Linked DNA regions of Mus musculus: regions 1, 3 and 4 are each linked to region 2. A link is a contact called in public HiChIP or PLAC-seq and promoter capture Hi-C data. All regions are on one chromosome and are shown on one strand. Each heading gives the region's core, a stretch centred on a gene start, on an enhancer-like site or on the middle of the called end of the contact. The rest is flanking DNA. Distances are from core to core; before and after follow the strand shown.

Evidence for each region. Promoter capture Hi-C pulls out the DNA fragments that hold promoters and counts their contacts. HiChIP or PLAC-seq counts read pairs in DNA pulled down with a chosen protein or histone mark.
Region 1: a contact with region 2 is called in an H3K4me3 HiChIP or PLAC-seq map of forebrain, with 5 times the contacts expected there. The contact joins the enhancer-like site here to the promoter of Ndufa6 in region 2. A contact is called at or near these places in 3 of 39 promoter capture datasets (embryonic stem cells, hippocampal neurons and stem cell-derived epiblast-like cells), 1 of 484 Hi-C or Micro-C datasets (cortical neurons) and 11 of 115 datasets of contacts at active chromatin or transcription factors (astrocytes, craniofacial prominence, embryonic hindbrain and 4 more).
Region 3: a promoter capture Hi-C map of hippocampal neurons shows a contact between it and region 2, with 3 times the contacts expected there. The contact joins the enhancer-like site here to the promoter of Ndufa6 in region 2. A contact is called at or near these places in 6 of 39 promoter capture datasets (the HPC-7 cell line, embryonic stem cells, frontonasal cranial neural crest and 3 more), 1 of 484 Hi-C or Micro-C datasets (embryonic stem cells) and 13 of 115 datasets of contacts at active chromatin or transcription factors (bone marrow-derived macrophages, differentiating embryonic stem cells, double positive thymocytes and 7 more).
Region 4: a contact with region 2 is called in a promoter capture Hi-C map of stem cell-derived epiblast-like cells, with 6 times the contacts expected there. The contact joins the promoter of Tbrg3 here to the promoter of Ndufa6 in region 2. A contact is called at or near these places in 21 of 39 promoter capture datasets (the 3T3-L1 cell line, 3T3-L1-derived adipocytes, the C10 cell line and 13 more), 1 of 15 datasets of contacts at CTCF or cohesin (the NIH/3T3 cell line), 10 of 484 Hi-C or Micro-C datasets (CD4 T cells, the G1E-ER4 cell line, LSK cells and 4 more), 21 of 115 datasets of contacts at active chromatin or transcription factors (astrocytes, bone marrow-derived macrophages, differentiating embryonic stem cells and 12 more) and 2 of 9 other capture datasets (adipose tissue and embryonic stem cells).

What each region holds. Positions count from the first base shown.
Region 1 is chr15:82,939,382-82,942,113 of GRCm38.p6, forward strand. It overlaps a transcript of Tcf20 not described here. Among named protein-coding and RNA genes, the nearest start is that of Mir3080, 19 kb to the right of the region's middle. Within about 2 kb of position 1,265, at least 79 of the 459 cell types and tissues checked have an H3K27ac peak or open chromatin away from gene starts, as enhancers often do. A contact at or near this core is called in astrocytes, cortical neurons and forebrain, where this site is marked.
Region 2 is chr15:82,353,022-82,355,844 of GRCm38.p6, forward strand. Ndufa6 (NADH:ubiquinone oxidoreductase subunit A6) reads right to left here and starts at 1,270. Exons shown (of 3, transcript NM_025987.3): 1 at 1,060-1,270. The coding sequence starts at 1,207.
Region 3 is chr15:82,993,973-82,996,672 of GRCm38.p6, forward strand. No RefSeq gene overlaps it. Among named protein-coding and RNA genes, the nearest start is that of AW121686, 14 kb to the left of the region's middle. Within about 2 kb of position 1,394, at least 12 of the 459 cell types and tissues checked have an H3K27ac peak or open chromatin away from gene starts, as enhancers often do. A contact at or near this core is called in forebrain and hippocampal neurons, where this site is marked.
Region 4 is chr15:82,897,024-82,899,723 of GRCm38.p6, forward strand. Tbrg3 (transforming growth factor beta regulated gene 3) reads right to left here and starts at 1,438. Exons shown (of 1, transcript NR_027799.1): 1 at 1-1,438. All of the region lies in intron 1 of Tcf20 (transcription factor 20), which reads right to left. Gm20324 (predicted gene, 20324) reads left to right here and starts at 2,057. Exons shown (of 4, transcript NR_045068.1): 1 at 2,057-2,245.

The DNA.
Region 1 (2,732 bases), core at 15-2,514, 590 kb after region 2:
GCCTCCCTCATTCTTGAGGGCAGCCCTATAGGCTGGTAGAGGTGGGGACAGAAACAGGAGCTGCTGGTTACATGAATGGGCAGTGTAATGAAGTTAAGAGTCCAGGCAACTGGGACCCACGGAAAATGAGAGACCAGTGTGGTCGGGGTGGTGACAAGGAAATGTCCAGTGAGGGTGTACTATCTAGAAGTGTACGCAAATATGAGGGTCTCTGCTCAGCTCAGCCCACTGGATCCATGCGGCTGAGGTATACTATGTTCATTGTGCCGTCGCTGCAGCACCTGTCTCCCGCCTGCTCCTCTAGCTCCTTGAGGCTCAGAAGTGTTGACTGAATGGCAGGATCCCCAACAAGCTTCCACAGTGCTGACCCCCCCTTCCAGCACCAAGGGGTTCTCAGAGCTCACATGTGTACCTCCAGACGTGCCAGAGAGCCCCTTAAGGGCAGGACCAGACAGTGTCTCACCAGTAGCCAGAGGCTTTCTCACAGTGAGTGCTGAGGAAGTAGGGGTCTTGGAGGAGGGAGAAATGGCTTCCAAGGCCCTGTGGAGGCAAGCAAGATCAATTCCAGGAACTTCCAGGGGTCACTAGGAGCACAGAGACAGCAGTAAAGGGCGCAGTGTGACCTTCATGTCCATTGGTCCCAGCAGCCTGGTCCCAGAGGCTCAGAAAGGTCACCTACCACACAAGGCCCTTCCTCGCACCCCAAGTAGCCCTGCACCACCCATGGCCTCTGAATGTATCTACCAGGAGGGCACAGCTTGGTACCCGGTGCCAGATCCTATCTGCATCTCCAGGTTTCCAGGCTCATCCCTAGATGGCAACTGGGATGAAAATAATGCCCATCCACCCCCAAACCAGGAGCCTGAGAGAGCCAGGGGTGATTCTCACCTCCACCTTCATGTGTAGAGGGCCACAACCCAGCCAGGACGGAAATACAAGAGACTGTAGCAGGAAGCACCTATGGCGAGCAGCCCTTCCTCCCCACACCTGCCCACCACTCCCCGGAGAACAAACGCTCACATACTGTAACTCCACAACTTTATAAGCTGCAGAAGCTGAAGCCAGAGGTCCCTCTTCATCCTCCAATGGGAGAAGCACCCTGACAGCCAGGGTCTCCAGAGTGACAGAACTGTTTTCATGTCAATACCACTGGCATCACTACCACCTTCCCTCTGAGCGGCCTCATTCCTAGGTCTCTCCAGTCCTTTTCCTCCTGAAGCTAGCATGAAACATCCCTCCCTCCCCCACCCCTCTCCAGTGCTGCCAATGGCTCTCACTGAGTCACAGCTAGACTCCTTGGCTTCCAGCCCCTGATGCTGGCATCGGCAGCCCTTTCTGGTCTCATCCCCAAAACTTCAGTCTAAAGTCACCCTATCCCCAAATACAAAATGTCCCTTTCTGCTTCTGTGCCCACAGCTTCTCTCCCAGGAATACTCCTGCCCTGTGCCCCTTCACTGCCAAGTAGAAAGTGTGCCCCAAAGGCATGGCTCAGAGGCCTGGTGGCCTTGACAATCTCCGAAGACCCCTGAAGACCCACAGAGAATCCCAACCACAGTGCACGTCTGCCTCTGCTGAAGACTGAATGCTCTGCGTGCCGGGCTGCCTGACTCACTCCACACACCCTCAGCACTTGCTGGAACGAATAAATTACCTCATTTAGCCACAGAGCACGCCTGGCTGGAGTGTTGGCAGTTCAGCCAAGAGCCCTCGCGTGGAAACCACCACGCTGAAGGTGGCAATATTTCACCTCACCTAGAAGTGTACTGTGAGCGCTGGAGTCTCAATGGAGCAAGTGTTTGTGTGTGGCTGGGGAGGGAGGTACTGGATGATAAGCACTGGTTTAAATACATACGACATGGAGAAACCTCCAACCCCAACTGGACAGGGCCCACCATGCTCTCTGAGTCTCTTCACCATTCCACAGGGGACAAAACAGGAAAAGCACCTCCATTTCATTGAGGTGGGCACTGAACAAGAGATGGCCCAAAGAGGCCTCGTTTGTCAGGCTGGCATCAATGGGGCTTGTTCCTCCCTACTTGGGTGAGTGGTAACAGGGGTGGGACACAGCAGCAGAGCCACTGGAGAGCAGCAGTCCTGTACCTTTCACACAAGCAGGGATGGGCAGGGGAGAAAAGATGAGCCAGACCCTGCTGGAGCCTAGGCAGGGAATCACCGTGGCTTCTCCCCATGTGTGCCAGCCCATTCCTCGGCATCCCAGTTGGCCATGCTCCCAGAGCCCTATGGGGCAGGCAGGCCCAGGCAGCAAAGACCCTCACTGGAGGTCCCAACAAGCCCCAGCACAAGGCTGTATGCCAGGGATGGACTGGGTCCCGGTACCCACAAACATCCCGGCACGTTTATCTGCCAGAAGCCCTAGCCATGGCCACAGACCCTGCTAGGACACCCTAGGCCCCACCCTGTTTGCCAGGCCTGATTTGCATATGCTAATTAAGACACACATCCCTTGCTCCCCTTGGAGCCAGCTTGTTTGGGGAACGGCTGGATCTGGCTATACCTGTACCGTGCTGATGTCACGCCGAGCTATTTCCAGCCTGGTTGCCATGGGAACCACAAGGCCTCAGCTCCAGTTAGGAGTTCAATATATAATTTACTTACTCCCCCATCCCCCCCAGCCCCACCCCGAAGAGACTGGGGCGTATGGGGAACAATCGGCTAAAATATACAATAACACCCTTCACTTCCCTCAGAGGCCTGTGAGAGTGGAAGGGGAG
Region 2 (2,823 bases), core at 20-2,519:
AGGGTGCAGTATTATAACTACTGTCAGGTAAACTCCAGCCTGAGGTGGGCATGGTTTTTTTGTTTTGTTTTTTCTCCAGTCTGTGTTCTAATAACTAAGAGGAATCTTCTCCCATCAGTGCCTCCCCCGAGTTTTATATCAGTTACTTAAGTAACCTATTTAATACAGTAACTCCCGGAAGAAGACAGTATTATGGCCATTTCACAGATGAGCAAATACCGGTGAAAAATCTTACCCAAGGTCACACAGCTAATAAAGGTCGAAACTGAGGACAGTGTGGCTGCCTCTCAAGCAGTGCTGAGGCGTGCTGTGGAGCTGTTGTTACTCATTGGAAAACGCCTTTCCCCTCAGATCAGCTCAAGTTAAATACATGTCTACTCAACAACAAAAGATGTCCCTGACATATGTAGGACATTTGAACTCTCGCTAACCCCCTTTTAAAATCCACTACAGTGGCAGCATTGAGGGAGACAACCAAGATTGCAGATTCACACTCGCCACTCAGGTGAACAGACTAGATTCTCCCACCTACGGGAAAAGGCGTGTTTTGCAGCAGAAGGGGGTTAGACTTCAAAATTCTGGGGCAAGCTGATCTAGTGAGCAAAGCTGGGGAGCTCTGAGGGGCCATTTCGTCTGGAGGCTTCAAAGGGCAGCAGGCAGCTACTGGGTGACCTTCGTCAAGTCGTTTCCCTCTCGTGATGCAGTTTGTTCTCCAGACTAAGTAACAGATAACTGCTAAAGCCCTTCGCCACTTTAGTTACAAAATCGAATGGGCATCTAGAACCTTCTCTGGAACTGTAAAGCTGGGTTCAAGAAGCACCCGGGGCTAGCTCAGGACCGCGGACGCCCCTCCCAGGGGCTCCATAAGAAATAAGGAACAAAGGCCACCAAAGCAACTGGGGCGCTCGGAAGCCCTGTCCCGGTGTGGGGCACTCTGGCTCGGGTGACCCCCTTCCCCCGAAGCCCAGGGCTCGTTTCTGTCCCACTACGTGACCTCAGCTCGGCCGAGAGACCTTGGGCAGGTGCCTCCGGCGCCCCGAATGCACCCCTGCCTCTCACCGGTGTTCGGCACCTCCCGATACCAAGCGCGGTAGAGCTCGCGCACCCTCCGCTTGGCCTCGTTCAGGTCGCGACTGAAAATGGGCTTCACCGAGGTACTGGCTGCCGCAGCAGCAGCTTGGCGCAGGCCGGTGGCCGCGGCCGCCATCTTGCCGAGGAAGCCCCGCCCCTTCAGCGTGCGCACGCGCGGTGCCACGGGACTCGCTGCCGTGCCTCCTGCAGTGCAGAGGGAAGGACTGACTGGACTAGGGCTCTCTGATTGGCTGGAAGCCTCGGGCTCTGCAATGCGCATGCTCTACCGCGGAAACACCGATCCGGGGTTGGCTCGTTCAACGGCGGCGCTGAGGAACCACCAGGAGGCGCAGCGTCGAGGCTTCAGGCAGCGGTGAGGCGCTCTGTCTGCTCTTACCAAAAGTTTGTTCCTTCAGCCAGGCGCCGTGGTTGGCAGGCTCGGAGGAGAAGACCTCGGGCATAGATAACGGTGCCAGGCGGCAATGGCAGTCTTTCCGCAGCAACAGTGCGTACTGCTGAGCATATTGTGTATGTGCTTCCGGAAAACCGTTTTCTTGTAGACATGGTGTCGATCGCAAAAGCGCCTCTGGCTTGAGCTTTTTGGCGTTTCTCAGCCCCGTTTGTTTACTTACTTCATGCCATTGTTTTGAGTTGTCGTCTCACTGCGCCTGGCCTGGAACTCACTTACGTAGACCAGCCAGGCTGGCCTCAGAGCTTGCAGTGATTTCTCTGCCTCTGCAGGTTTGTGCCCACAGCACTTGCGGTTGCCTTTTTGTAAATAAATGTGTGTGGGTGTTTTGGATGTTTGTATAGGTGTGCGCCACGTGTGCTTTTTGGAGTCCATGGAGGCCAAAAGAAGGCTATGGATTCCTCTGGGACCGACGGTTATGATTTGCTTTGTGGAGCTGGGAATTGAGCCCAGGTCCTTTGGCAGAGCAGTTAGAGTGCTTAAGCACTCACTGAGGCATCTCTCCAGCCCCGCAGTTACATTTGACCTTGCACTCCACATTTCCCCTGCTTCAGTCTCCTTAGTGCTACTTCACCTAGCCTAATCATTTCCATTTTAGACTAGGGATTTTACATCCCAAACCATGGAAGCTATATCTACCTCTGTATCTAATCTATATCTATACTCTATGGTATATATCTATATATATTCGCTGCTATATAAATAAAAGCTGAAGAATTGCTGCCTAACGACATTCTAATATAGTAAGTGCACCATGCTTTTATGGATATTTTTGTGGTGATTTGAACAAACAGTACTTCCAGTCAAAGTACAATGCACACAGATATGCTCAGCACACAGCATTTAAACTCTCATGGAGGAGAGCATGGCAGCAGGCAGGCATGAGTGGCCTTGAAGCAGCAGCTGAGGTCTTACAATAGAGAAAGACTGGGCCGGCCTCTAGTCACTTCTAGTGACACATCTTCAACAAGGGCCACATACTCCAACAAGGCCACACCTCCTAGTCCTTCCCAAAACAGTTCCACTAACTAGGGACCTAGCATTCAAACACATGAACTTATGGGGCCCAAACCACCACATTATTGATTTTTGTTTTTTTCTTTTATTCTCTCCCCTCCTTTTTGAAACCTGGCTAACCTGGGACTTTCTTTATAGACCCATGTTGGATGATTCACAACTACCATAACTAGCTCTAAGGGGCCCAGTAACCTTTTTTCTAGCCTCTATTAAGCACCTGCATAATGTGGTCCCTATACACATACACACATGAACACACACACACA
Region 3 (2,700 bases), core at 144-2,643, 640 kb after region 2:
GACCATTCTAACTCACAGAGCCATCTTGTCCCCTGTGTTACAATGAATCTGGCCATGGAGTCCTGCAGGCAATGAGCTTGTGATGGTCAGATTTGAGCTATAGAAATACTAATTGGGTGCAGGATCGGGGAAGGTCTGAAGAAGAGGCCAAAGGGACAGAGGAAAGGGGACAGGGATCTGATCTGAAGAGGCAATCAGTCCCCAGATTATCACAGGCCTATCATGCAGGGGCCATGTTCTCATGCAAGGCAAAGAGCTTAGCCAGAATCCCATCCATAGAGACCGAGGACTGCGAATGAGGAGTCCAGAGTGCAGAAGGCAAGATTGCTGGGCCCCTGAGGGCCCACAGATTGGTATAATAAAACCCACCCCAGACATCAGGCATTGTCACTTGCAAAGTAAGTTTTCAGGCAATGAGAGGGTTGTAAAGGCAGAGCAGTGCCAATTACAGCAGCATTATCCAGGATTATGAAGCTCCTGAGAGGTGGTTCACGCTACGAGGCATGTTGTGCCTGGTAATTTCTAGGGCATGCCTGGGATCTCACTGTCCAAGCTGCCAGGTATAGGTTGCTAGGCAAACCTAACTCTCTAGGACCTGCACTGGCCTTCCTCTGTTTTACCAAGGATGTAAACCAACAGCATTCTCTCTCTCTCTCTCTCTCTCTCTCTCTCTCTCTCTCTCTCTCTCTCTCTCTCCCTCTCTTTCTCTCTCTCTCTTACACACACACACACACACACACACACACACACAGAGAGAGAGAGAGAGAGAGCAGGTGGTGCAAGGAAAATTTGGATACAACCATCTCTGCAGAGACTTCAACTTTCCATGGGTGTCTCCAACATTGCGTCCCTGGATAGCTCCTTCTATTCCGCCCCTACCTATGGCTTCATTCCAGATCGATGGAGACATGCTCACACTTGGAGCCAGTCCAGAGTTGCCCTATCTCCTCTGGACTCATTCGTTATGTTTCTTAGTTTCTCTCAACAATAGTTTCTGCTCTGGTAAGCCAGGGAGATCAGCCTCTCTCCCCCACCCCAATCTGCAGGTCTGTTTTCAGAATCCAACATGAGAAGACATTACAGAAAAAAAAAAAAAGTCCAAAGACAGAAATCAGTACAGTCTCCATGCTGGGCCTGACAGTGCCTACTGACACAGTGAACCTCCACCCTGAAAGCTAGAGGAATCCCTTTCATTCCCACAGAGAGGGCTCAGCAGGTATAGTCCAGGTGGGGGTAGGAGGCTGTTCCCTGTGATACCTTACACAGAGATTGTAAACAGCCTAAGAGGCCATTGATAAGGGCCTGATTAAATTAGGACCATCCATCCTTGTGTCCTCTGCTGTAATTAGAGTCTGGCTGCATCCACACACTGTCTTAGGCAGATCCCCACGTGGGCCTTTGTGAGCAAAGCCAATGCAAACAACAGCTACAGACTGACTGCACAAGCTCTTCAGAAGCCTCCCACAAACACCCCAGACTTTCTCCGTCCAAATGTACAGATGCGATAAAAGCCATCCCAGCGGCCTCGGTGGTAATCCCTAGGGAGGGGATTCAGATGGAGGCAGGAAGGTGGCAGGTGCATCAGAGCAAACTTCACCTTGTTGGAGTTTAAATGTTTCACCACACTCGGTGGCTGTGTCACCTGCTTGTGTGCGTAGTGAGCATTTCGATGCCAAGTGCAGAAAGCAGCAGTTAACCAGCGCTCAATCAAGGCTCGGGGGCCGTAATTATAACCACAGTTCACAGAGGAGTCGGTTCACAGTCTGCAGAGGTTCATAGAGCCTTGTGTCAGTGCCTCCAGGGCTGGGGTGTCGATTCAGGGACGAGGCCCCTCCAGTGGGCAAATGACATCCCCAGGCATTTAGGAGGGACAGATTGACGTCACTCAGCTTGGCTGGGCTGAGGCAATTGCCCACCTCTCCTGGAAGAGCTGTCTGCCAAGAAAACTATTGAACTACATAAAAATCCATCCCTGAAGTCCCAGAGGCATCCTTAGGCTGGAACACGGCCTTTAAATTAGATGAAGGGGAAAAAAGGCAGGTTTTGCCTGTAACTCGATTTCAGGTTAGTAAGAACTAGTGGTCAAAGAGCTGAAGCAGCCCCCGCCCCCCACAGCGGCCACCCACTAGAGTCCTGTGATAATGACTGTGAGGGACACTCTAGCCCCACTAAGAATCACTGATAACAAGCACATGTTCCCATGGAAACTGCTGCACAGAATCCTCTGACATTTTTTTTCTGGGGGAGGGGGGCACACAGTTCTTGTACCTAGTTCCTGTGTTTGGTTTTTAGAGGTGATTTTCTTCTGTAAAGATGGGGGGAGGGAGCTGGCACCAACTGAGGGGGCAGGCAGGGGCCGTCAGATTCCAGCCACTTACTACTCTTGGAGAGGCTGAAGGTGTGGAGCCTGAGGGTGCCAGAGCCCTTGAAATGTTCCTGATGCCCTAAGACTCTGAAGAAGCTAATAGGCAGCAAAACCTCAGAGGGACAGCAACCTGGACCAGAAAAAAAGATGGAAATTCCTCCAGGCAGGGACAAGGATTAGATTCACCAAAGAGATAGTCATATCAGCCTTCCTTGCCAGTCCAGGGCTCCCCTTCACCTCCCCCATCTGGCCAGCCTCTCTTGAGTACTCTTCCAGCTGGACCCCTTCTAAGGGATGCTGCTAGACTCAGAACCACCCCTTCCCTCTGCATCCCT
Region 4 (2,700 bases), core at 188-2,687, 540 kb after region 2:
TTATGTATTCTGTGGAGAAGGAATAATGAACTCTTAGGTCCACTGGGTAGACATTTTAGGACAGTTTAGAATTCTTTGGCCTAAGTCCATACATTGTTTTTGTTTTTAACGTAAATGTTAGCTTCCTTTCCTCTCTAAGTTAAAACTTAATAAAGGCAATTCTCCTACTATCTTACCTATGTAAGATCTCTCATATACATACGTACATACATACACACTCACAAACTACCACAGTAAAGCTTTATAGTAATTTTTTCATAAGCCATAAAACAAGCATAATACATACTTGAGTGTGAGAGGTGCTTCTAATTCAAGTAACTGGCACTTTTTCAAATCATACAGTAAACATGAGGTCATAATTCAAGTCCTAATAAAAAATTCCAAATAACTCATATGTATAATCTTAAGTGTCTCCTTATGTGACAGGCATGATTTTAACTAATATAAAAGAAAACCTTCTTTTAACACATACACAAGATAAACATTATGAGCCCATTTTGCCATCCACGTTTAAAGACCATTAAGGCTATACAGACCAAAATTTTTTAAAAAATGATCTAAAAAAACCATAGTGAGCTATATTTTATGGGGAATTGAGCAAAAACAAAAAAACAAACAAAAACAAAACAAAACAAAGTCTTCCACAAACAAGAGCAAAATCCAAGTTGGTCTAAGAGTACTTACCATTCAAAAGCATATGGCCCAGGGCCCTCACACACCAGAAAATCAGTAAAACTAACGGGTTCTTCAGCATCTGCCAGGGAAGTACCCTGCTACCACTAGGAATAAACCGGGGATGCAAACCATTTACTGCATCCTGAGGTGGATATTAATTCTGCAAGCCTACTACATCGCATAGCTAATTCTACTTTATCCCTACTCCAAGACTGAAATTGGAATTTGAAGTTAGCCAAGTAAGAGTCACCTAAAAGATCTTGAAATAGCATCCCTTCCCCACGTGGAAAGGGCTTCCAACAAAAACAGACCCAATCATCGCATCCATATTTCCCAATTAGCCAGTGCTTTTTCGGAAAACTCTTATCACAAAGGAAAAAAAAAAAGCATAATAATGTGCATTCAACATAAGCTAGACTGCTATTAATAGTGTGCGTTTTCTCTTCAGAAGCACAGAAAAGCACTGGGAATTGAGCACAAACTACCCTGACCAAGTTACTTCTCAAGCCAGTGAGGCGCATCTTACATCTCTCAGTAAAGTTCCTATGATCAAAATGAGAGCGAGCACAAAACCGGAGTGGAAGAACCACCAAACCAAACTCAAATAAACCTTCGAAATGTCTGGCCTGCAAGGGAGTCTTTAACAGAAGTGTAATTGAGGCATGAGAGGGTAGGTAACTTGCCCAGGGCTACAGTTTATTTGGTGGCCAAGCTGGAAGTGCATTCCAGGCCTCCTAGATCAGAATTTAGTGCCGTTTCCCCAGCTGCCAATGCCACCCCATGTAAAATCTTTTATAAAACTCTTCACTAAGGCTGTTAACATAAGGGTCCAATTATCATTCAAAGATCAGCCTGTTAGATAATAGCTCAAAAATTCCATCCATTTTTATAGCATTTACCAGAGTCATCTAATCTCTGGAGGGAGAACGCAGAGCTCGGGTAGAAACCCCTAATTCTGATTCGTCCCCAAAGGAGTTGAATACAGGCAGGCAAGCAAAACTGGTGTCCGCACCCACAAACCGTGGAGGAATCCGCAGCTCCACTGCCCCCCCCCAACACACACACACACACACACACTAAATTCCACTCCCATCCCGGCGCACTCAAGACATCCCACCTCCCGCCGCAGGCCGGATAGCAAACTCTTCTATAAGCCACCACTTTTCCGTGAGAATGAGGAAGAGAGACTCAGAGCCTCGCCTTCCCATCCCCTACCCGCGAGAAAGAGCTCCTTCGTGGACTCCGCGGGACCCTGCGCCCTGCCCTGCTCACCGCGGCGGGGGAGGGGAGAGCGCCCCACACAGGAAGTGCATCCTGCGCCCCTAGCTCGCGCCCCGCCGCCGGGTACCTGCTCTGGGCCGCCGGCAGGCGACAGGCAGCCGCATCCACATGGCCTCAGGTGTTCGCGCGGCTGCTCCGCCAGCCCCAGCCGGCCCCTCCCCGGCCCGCTCCAAGCCCGGCCCTTCACGGGTGCCTCGCCCCCAGCCCCCGGCCAAGAGGCCAGCAACGCCGGTCCCCGCGGGGCTGCCAAGAACGTGGACCCCTCAGCACCTCAGGCCGCAACGACCAGGTATCTCCGCCCGCAGCCCCAGAGCCTCCGGCCGCTCTGCCCTGACGCCGGTCCTGGCCGTTGACCCCTCGGCAGCCCACGCCGGTCCCCTCAGCCCGCTCCGCGACTCCCGAGGCTCAGCACTTGCAGGGCGGGCCGGGCCACGACCTGTGCTCCCAGCAGCCAGCCTGAGCGGCGCGGCCCGGTCCCGGCCCCTCGGGCTGCCCTTTCTCCTCAGGCCGGGCGGCGGTTACCTGCAGGAGCCCCCCGGCCCGTCCCTCGGCCTCCGCCGGCGCTGGGAGGGGAGGGGGCGGCGGCGCGGCGCGGGGTGGGGGTGGGGGTGCCTCCACCGCCTCCAGCGCGGACGCCCAGGCCGACGGCGGGGCGGGCCGGGGCCGCGGCCCCTAGAGGCTCGCTCCGGCCCGCGCGCTCGCTGGCTCACTCCCCGCTCCGGCGCGCCTCAGGGAGGGCTCCCC